2 separate regions of the Mus musculus genome follow, and region 2 is linked to region 1. A link is a contact called in public Hi-C data. All regions are on one chromosome and are shown on one strand. The core of a region is the stretch at or near the end of the contact, and the rest is flanking DNA. Distances in the headings are between cores, read along the strand shown.

Region 1 (3,977 bases), core at 143-2,642:
ATGCTCCCTGATTCCCTTTCTGATAGCCTTCTAGGCTGCATAATCTCAACTCTTCCGACTGGAAACTAGAGCCACCATTCAACATTAATAGAACCATAGCATAGATTGTGGTGTTTAGAGCTAACTGGTGTTGGAGAATGGGAAATCAGATACACTAAGGTCCAGAACAGTCAACAATTGCTTTGGTAAATAGACATTGGTAGTTGCTAAAGAACTTATTTGCTTGCAATTCAGACGAATATAAACTTTTCCTGTCCGATCTGCTTACCTGCAAATTTCTTAATTTTTTTTTCTTCAAAGGTATAAAACTCCATTGTGTAAATGTACTGCATTTTTGTTATCTATTTATCATTGATAGACATGTAAGCTCTAAAGTATTCAAATTTCCAAAATGGATAGGGAAGGACTCATGAAGGGTAGGTTGCTCATGTTCCAGTAGATTCCCCTACATCCATTCTGACACTGGTGGCACCAAGTGGACTCAGTAGTTTAAGAAAAAAACAAAGCATACATGAAGTTGGAGAAATATGGAGAGATCTGGGAGGAGTTGGAGCAAATTGGGAGGTGGGTTTGATCAAAGCACATTGTATAGGTAAGAAGTTACCCAATAATAGATAAAAAATAAAAAAGGAGAAGTGTTTGGTGAATTTCCATTATATTTAGGGGATATTGTTTGTTTTTCACAAGTTTCAGAGATGGAGTGCTTAGAAAAGGACAAGACAGCATTTACTGTCTTGATGTCTGCCTATTGATGATTCAAGAGAGGCTGAGAGATGGGACTCTCTAGTCCATGTTCCCTCATGAAGTGTCTGTTAAGTGATCAGTTGATCATTCACGTGCAACCCACAGATTCACAGAGCATGTGGGAAATTAATTTTCACAAGCTGGTGTGAGAGCATCCTTAAATACATCCCTCCTCTATGATTTCTAGCAAGACATATAGGACAGAAGAAAGGAAAAACAAGCAAGTAAGAAGTCAAGGATTTATGACTTCATCTCAGAAGCAACACATTCCACACATCAAGTTAATGTGAACTGTTACTAGAAGCTAGTCACTCTTTCTACCCAGGGAACTAGTGGGTCTCCAGGGCTGGAGTACCTGGAGGCAGGAGAACATAGGATACTCACAGGTCAAATAGAAACCCATTTTTTCCTATTTGTCATATTTGGCTTAATCAAAAGGTCTCTGAAGGGACCCCAAGCAAAATGTTTGATTTTTGTCTTTCTGTTCACTGCAAAAATGTAGTTTACTTTGAAAAATTGTACCTTCATCTTCCCAGGCTTCCATAACTGAAAAGAGTCAAACATCTGTGGTCTTTGTCTCCTCTCATCTGCACTGTCATATTATCACTCCACTGCAGTGATACCTATCAAATGTAACCTCACAATTATTGTGTTTTCTGGATGACTAAGGAGACTTTCAGTTTGATTGTTTCCTTCCATTCTTGCTTTGTTACAAGCTGTTCTCAGCACTAAATAGATTAATCATTCAATGATGTAAGTAGCAGCTTACCCCATCCCTCCTTAAGCTTTTCACAGACTGCCCATTGCTCTGTTCAACCTAGCATCTCCTCTGCTTCATAAACTAAAGCTCACACAGTCTGCTTTCTCAGTTCCAAATTCCTGGAATCCTCAGTGCTTAGAGGGCTTTTTCTCACGATTCTTTGCAGGATTTCTTCCTGCTTTATCTTCAGAGACATTTTTCAGATTCACTCAACCTTGTAGATATTGTACTCGGCCTATTGACTTCATAGCATGTATAAGTTCCAGATAAGGTATTTCATTTATTTCATCTCCCACTTATCAATTACTAACAAGCCCTGTATCCTACACATAGCATCCAAAGAAAAGTTCTGCAAAGAGTGGAACTAATACCCAAAGTGACATCTCAATGTCTGATAACATCATCACATGTCCTCAATTCATCTACTCCAATTACAACTAGCTTTGAATTTAGACATTCAAAGGAGTATTTAAATATATATGCTCCTTCGCATTAGCCTTTAAAAAAGAGTACTTGGAGAGATTTGTAATCATTATAGTTTATTAATCTTTGGTGAAAATATGTGAATCTTGATAAGAATAACACTAATATTTGCTTTACAAAAAAGCTGGAGGAGACTGAGCATTTCTTTCTGATGGATGCATTTACAATGTCCTTGAAGAGATGTTTGGAGCTCAAGAATGGGACAAACATTGACTTATTTGCTATAAGATTGACTAGATTCAGGTTTTTCCCATTAACCATTACTTATTTTCTTTTTTTGTTTGTTTGTTTGTTTTTGTTTTTACATAGACTGTGAATGCAAGCCATGAATCCAGAGATTGAGGCACATGTCAAAAATTCCAACAGCAGAGAGATCAAGACCTCAAGGCTACCCTCAGCAACATTGTGAGTTTAAACCCAAATTGAGATACTCAAATATTGTTGCAAAAATGAATAGGATGGTATAGAAAGATGCCCCTGACACCTTAGAGTCAAACATAACCTTCCAACAGGTGATTTTTCTCACAGCTTTTTTCTTGAACTTGTGAAAAGAAGTAAGAAAGAACCCTGAGATGAGTCACCATGCCAGCCATATTCTTGTTAAGTTTGAAGGAATTTGACAAAAATATGTCTTTGTGGTACAAACTAGACCTAACAAATAATAAAACCGCAGATTATACGCAAAGAGAAACAAGAAACATTAACCCTTTGCTACTCAGGAACTCTTCATGTTAAGTGTGAGGTAGATGTGTGTGGGTGGGGAGAAAAGGTGTGAACTATTATGTAAAATGTTTGAAAGTATGAACATCTTCTACAATGGAAGCTCTTTGGTATTTTTGTTTGTTTTATTTTTAGCAGGAACCTGATAAGTACAGAGCCCCAACTCAATTCTGCTGCTCTATTTTTAGTTGACTGCTAAATAATGTTTTGTTTTTGTTTTTTTTTCTAGAAGAAAACATTTAACCGTTTTCATCCAGTGGCCACTTAGCTACTTGTTTTCAGATATTCCAGGACATCATCTGTGCTATAACACATTCTCTCTACGACAGAGATGATACAGCCGTACAATCTCAGTAAGATTTGCCTAAAGAAGACTTAACACCAAGAACACCAATGAACAAGTTGGCATGGAGAGGGGAAGGTTCAAAAGATTTAATTTCTATATGAAATGCTTCTGTCAATGACTGCTCTAAGAGGGTGGTATTGGTCTTCTCCAGCACCCTGAGAGATTATCTGATCCAAATGGTCATTCCTAATAATGTCTGAACATAAGCAATAATAAATTAACTCATCAGGTAAGAGTAATCTCACGAGAAAGTATCTGTATAAATGGACATCTTAAAACATAATGTATGTGCACATTATATTATGTAAATATCATATATATGTATGTATACACATTACAATGTATAATCCATATATATATGAAGAGGCTATAGATTTGGATTTGAAAGGGACTGGCAGTTGAATCGGGAAGAAAGATAGGTGAAAATGATGTAAATACATTATGCATGTATGAAAGTCTTGAAAAATTTAAGTTATAATTAAAACCAATAATTTTCCCTTACCCAATACCAGATCAGGTTCCCCCCTTCCCATCCAATTTCCCTTCCAAGTCCCTCCTTCCCTTCCCACTTATGACTGTTTTCTTCTCTGTCCCAAGTGGGACTGAGGCATCGTAACTTGGGCACTTCAGTTTGTTGAGCCTTTTGAATTCTGTGAACTTTATCTTGTGTATTCTGTATGTTTTTTGTTGTTGTTTGCTTTTGGCTAATATCCACTTATTAGTGAGTAGATACCATGCATGTTCTTGTGTGAGGAAAAAGGACTGAAGTCCCCAGGGTCTGCAGAAAGAATGTAAACAGGCAATCTCAGGAAATAGGAGGTTGGGGGGACCTCCCAGAGTGCACCAGAGACCTGGGAGGTGAGAGACTCCCAGGACTCAATGGGAGGGATCTTTGTTGAAATGTCAGACAGTTGGAAGAGGGAA
Region 2 (4,026 bases), core at 727-3,226, 1.1 Mb after region 1:
CAAGGTGAACCACCTATCCCTAAAGGACACTGCCACACAGTGCAGCTCTGAGCAACTGATACCAAGATATTCTGATGAACTCTTTAGACTTCCAGAAAGGGAAAACAAACAACAAACTCCTTTGATTATTTAAAGAGCTAAAAGGGTAAGTTATATGCCAGGGGAACAGGCTTAGAAACAAGGCTTAAACCAGTGGCCATCAGTGGCCCAGGACCAGAGTAGGTAGGGTCCTGAAACACAAGTCTGAAAACTTGTCAGAGTCTAGTTTCTACAAAGTGTAAATTTAATATCAGAGAGAGCCTTCCTTGGGTAATAGATAGGAACTTTGGATAAAACAATGAAAACAAGTATGTGAAGGTTCTAGAAAGCAAGGAAGAGCAAGCAGACTTGAAAGACAGTTACAGTTGAGAAGAGAGGTCAGCACTGAGGAGAAGCTCATCTTTTGGGCCTTCCGTCTAAGGGCAGACTCTGACCTGGGCTTTGTGAAGTCCCTGGACATAAAGAAAAACCTGCACTGCTACTCTCCTGTGGACTCAGGATGGAGCCTGAGACTGACAACCAAACTCTACAAAGGAGATAGACGGGGAGTGGGAGAGAGTGGACCAGGAGTGGGGCATCCTGGCCTCTACATATAAATTCTGATTTAAACAATTATGGTGGTATTATGTTTTGTCAAAATAGAAAACCTGCAGAGCAAGGGTGAGCCCTAAGTAAAGAGCAGAGCTGGAGCAATAGCAAGCTGACAGTGTGCTCCTCAGTACACCCTCAGTTAGTGTGTCCGTGGCAGGGGCTGTGGATGGAGATACAGTGGGCATGCCAAACTTTCTGTATGTTCAGATCAATTTTGCTTTTTGAACTTAAATTGGCTCTTAAGCCAAGTACATAATTAAATAAAACCCAGGTCATGTAGCATTAAATATAAAATATGTATGGGTAAGTTAATAAATTATGCATAAGAGGCACACTGAAAACTACTGCACAATGCTAAGGAAAACCAAGTGAGTTAGGAAGGAAGAACTAAATCATGCTCATGAACTGGAAGGTTCAACAGTGCCACAACAGGAATTCCTCCAAAGTGACCTAGAGACTCTATGCAGTCCCCAAACTCCCTACAGTCTTTTCTGCACAAGTCAGGAGCCTGACCAAAGACTGATGTGGAAAGACAAGGGCCTCATGGCAAAGCTACAATGAGCCTAAAGAGCTGGCCTACTCGTAAGCTAAGAAGTGGGCCTGCAGAGCTCTCTGCATTTTCATAGACAATATCTGATCCCAAGATCAGAGATTAAAAAGTTTATCTCTCTCAGCCTTCCCTGGGTATTTATCTGAGATAAATGAAAGCACAAATGCTCACTGTAACTTTATCAGAAACTGTAAAACAAGAGACAACTGGAATGTCCATTAACAGGTGAGTGGGTAAATAAGCTATGGTGTGTGTATATGTATGTGTGTATATATATATATATATATATATATATATATATATAATTGCTACTCCTCAATAAAGGCCGGAGTATAGAAATTAGCAATGATATGGATGAATCTCAATATAATTGAGTGAGTGGGAAGAAACAAAAGACATTTTCTATGATGGAAACAGGCCAGCGATTATCTGGAGACAGAACTGGGGAGAGGGGAGATGAGACTCCTGGGGAGGTGGATATTTTCTCATTTGTCTGTGAAAATGGTTTCAGAAGTACTGACACATCTCAAAACTTATCAAAATGCAGACTTGAAACACATGGGATTTATTCCATACCAGGTATATGTCAATCAAGGCTAAAAAGGCAGGATCCCAAGCAAGCGCCAGGTGTGACACACCTGCAACCCCAAAGTCCAGGAGCTGAGATCTGACAACCATGGCCAGAAGGCCAGTCTGCACTACATTATGATAACCTACCTCAGAAGTAGTAAGAGGAGCACCCACAGTGACGCCGAAGCAACAGACTTCAGCTGCTGCTCAGCCTGGGACGCACAGCTGCCAGTCTGAGTTCAGCCAAACTAACTTCCTGCTGCCATAAGCAACCAACAGAAGCAAAATCAACACTCATCAGTAAAGTGCAACAAAACTCAGACTCTTCTATAGACTAACATTAATGCCAGGAGCATAACTAGGACTTAGTAGTTATAGGGAGAAATGCTAACAAAGCCTGCCAAAGAAAAAAGGCAGTCAGAGTCCAACTCAGACAACCAAAAGAGGTTCTCCTGTCTCAGGTTCTCGCTGTCTCAAAGCAAACAAAGCACGAGTCTAACCCTGGGGCTGCCGAGGCGCTTCAACAGGTAAGAGTGTGTACTGCTCTTGCAGAGAAGCTGGGTTTGGTTCTAGAAACCACATCGTGTGCCTCACAACTGTCCATGACTCCAGGTTCAGGAGATCTGAAGCCGTTGGCCTGCACAGGCACCTGCACTCATGTGCACATATGGCTGCACAGACACATATACATAGTTAAAAATAAATCTTAAAAAGTGAAGTTTAACATATGTTTAGCTGAGGTCTCACAAAGATGACAGACTAGAGAAGAAAAAGTACACTTCTCAAGCATAAAAGGATGAAACCACAGTTGAACTGCTGAAAACCAAATACAGTCTTGAAATTAAAAAAGAAAGATACCCATCTCACAAAACAATATCAATATTTAGACCCATGACATATCACTCCAAAGACACCTGACTTCTTACAGAAACAGTGGATCTTTATAGGCAGTACTGGGGTGTCTATGAGGTGGTAAAGGAAAAGAATAACCCCCAACACAGACATCTCTCCCCATAGAAGCTTTATAAAAGCCAAGACTGTTCTGAGAAGTGGACAACTGTAGATCTAAGTCAGGAGCACACACAGTTAGCCTGCAGCATCCTGACATAGCAAGAAGCCCATGTCCATGGTGCTGTCTGGGAACACAGACCAAATATGACAAGGCTCCTGCTGCTAAAGGGCCTGCAGCTGAGACCCACATAGACAAAGGCTGGCAGGCTTTATTCCCATTAAGGATGTTTGAGCTTACTAGTTCAGAATGCACAAGACTGACCATTCTGCTAACCTCCACACTAAGCAATATGAGAGCTACACACTTAAGAACTATTGGGACAGGCAACAAAAACCACTTTATGTAAGAGCACATAAAGCTTTAAACAGCAAGTGTAGCTACTCTGTTACTTTTGGAGGGCAGCAGTGGTTATGACTTGGGAGCAATGTAACCCACAGGAGAGCCTTGGCCTTGGCCCTAAAGCTGTAAGGCTGGTTTCAAGACAGACTGTGTGCGTGTGTGTGTGTGTGTGTGTGTGTGTGTGTGTGTGTGTGTGTGTGTATGACCCTGCACATTTAAAATACTAAATCTGCCAGGCATAGTGGCACAGGCCTCTAATCCCAGCAGAGGCAAAGGCAGGAGGATCTCTGTGTGTTTGAGGCCAGCTTGGTCTGCCCAGAGAGCTCCAGGACAGCCAGGGTGTCATAGAGAGACCCTATCTATCTCGATGAACAAACACTGAATCTGGCATTGTCTACCTGGTACATAAAACCTGGGTCCTCAACAAAGGAAAAAATCCTTTCTAAAGGGTGGAATCTTGAGAGTTATATGGCTTCTATGTTTGCTACTGTAAAGAATTCTAAAACAGTTCTAAAGTAGAACTTCTTAAATAAAGCTCACTAAACATAGATTTTCTTAAACTAAGGCTTAATAAATATGCATAGTTCAAAGACTCCCAGAATCTATGACTGACAGCAATCTCAGCCTAAACCCTTATGTTTGTTATGGAAGATCTCATTTTGCTCCCCAACACCTAAATGTTCCTGTTGAGGATGCTATTACCACTTACTGAGGAAACCAAGTGGTAGTGAAGCTTTTCAGTTCACAGTGCCCTTACTGTCTCAGGCCACAAAAGTGATTCTATTGGTTAAGTAGTTATAGACTAACAATTCAGAATTCATGTAATAAGAGTTGATCACTGTTTAAACGACATATGTGCAAATATTTAAAACGTTGCTAATTGGACCAGCCACTCCTGTTTCCTGTTTTTCAGTAGATTTTACGT

What was found. A called contact is a pair of places that touch in the nucleus more often than the background predicts.
Region 2: a contact with region 1 is called in a Hi-C map of Th2 cells, with 2.9 times the contacts expected there. The contact joins two enhancer-like sites. A contact is called at or near these places in 1 of 39 promoter capture datasets (hippocampal neurons), 42 of 484 Hi-C or Micro-C datasets (the AML12 cell line, CD4 T cells, the HPC-7 cell line and 29 more) and 2 of 115 datasets of contacts at active chromatin or transcription factors (T-cell acute lymphoblastic leukemia and astrocytes).

The regions. Positions count from the first base shown.
Region 1 is chr2:8,868,864-8,872,840 of GRCm38.p6, forward strand. No RefSeq gene overlaps it. Among named protein-coding and RNA genes, the nearest start is that of Gm30957, 76 kb to the right of the region's middle. Within about 2 kb of position 1,393, at least 2 of the 459 cell types and tissues checked have an H3K27ac peak or open chromatin away from gene starts, as enhancers often do. A contact at or near this core is called in Th2 cells, where this site is marked.
Region 2 is chr2:10,013,180-10,017,205 of GRCm38.p6, forward strand. All of the region lies in intron 2 of Taf3 (TATA-box binding protein associated factor 3), which reads right to left. Among named protein-coding and RNA genes, the nearest start is that of Taf3, 33 kb to the right of the region's middle. Within about 2 kb of position 1,977, at least 28 of the 459 cell types and tissues checked have an H3K27ac peak or open chromatin away from gene starts, as enhancers often do. A contact at or near this core is called in Th2 cells, where this site is marked.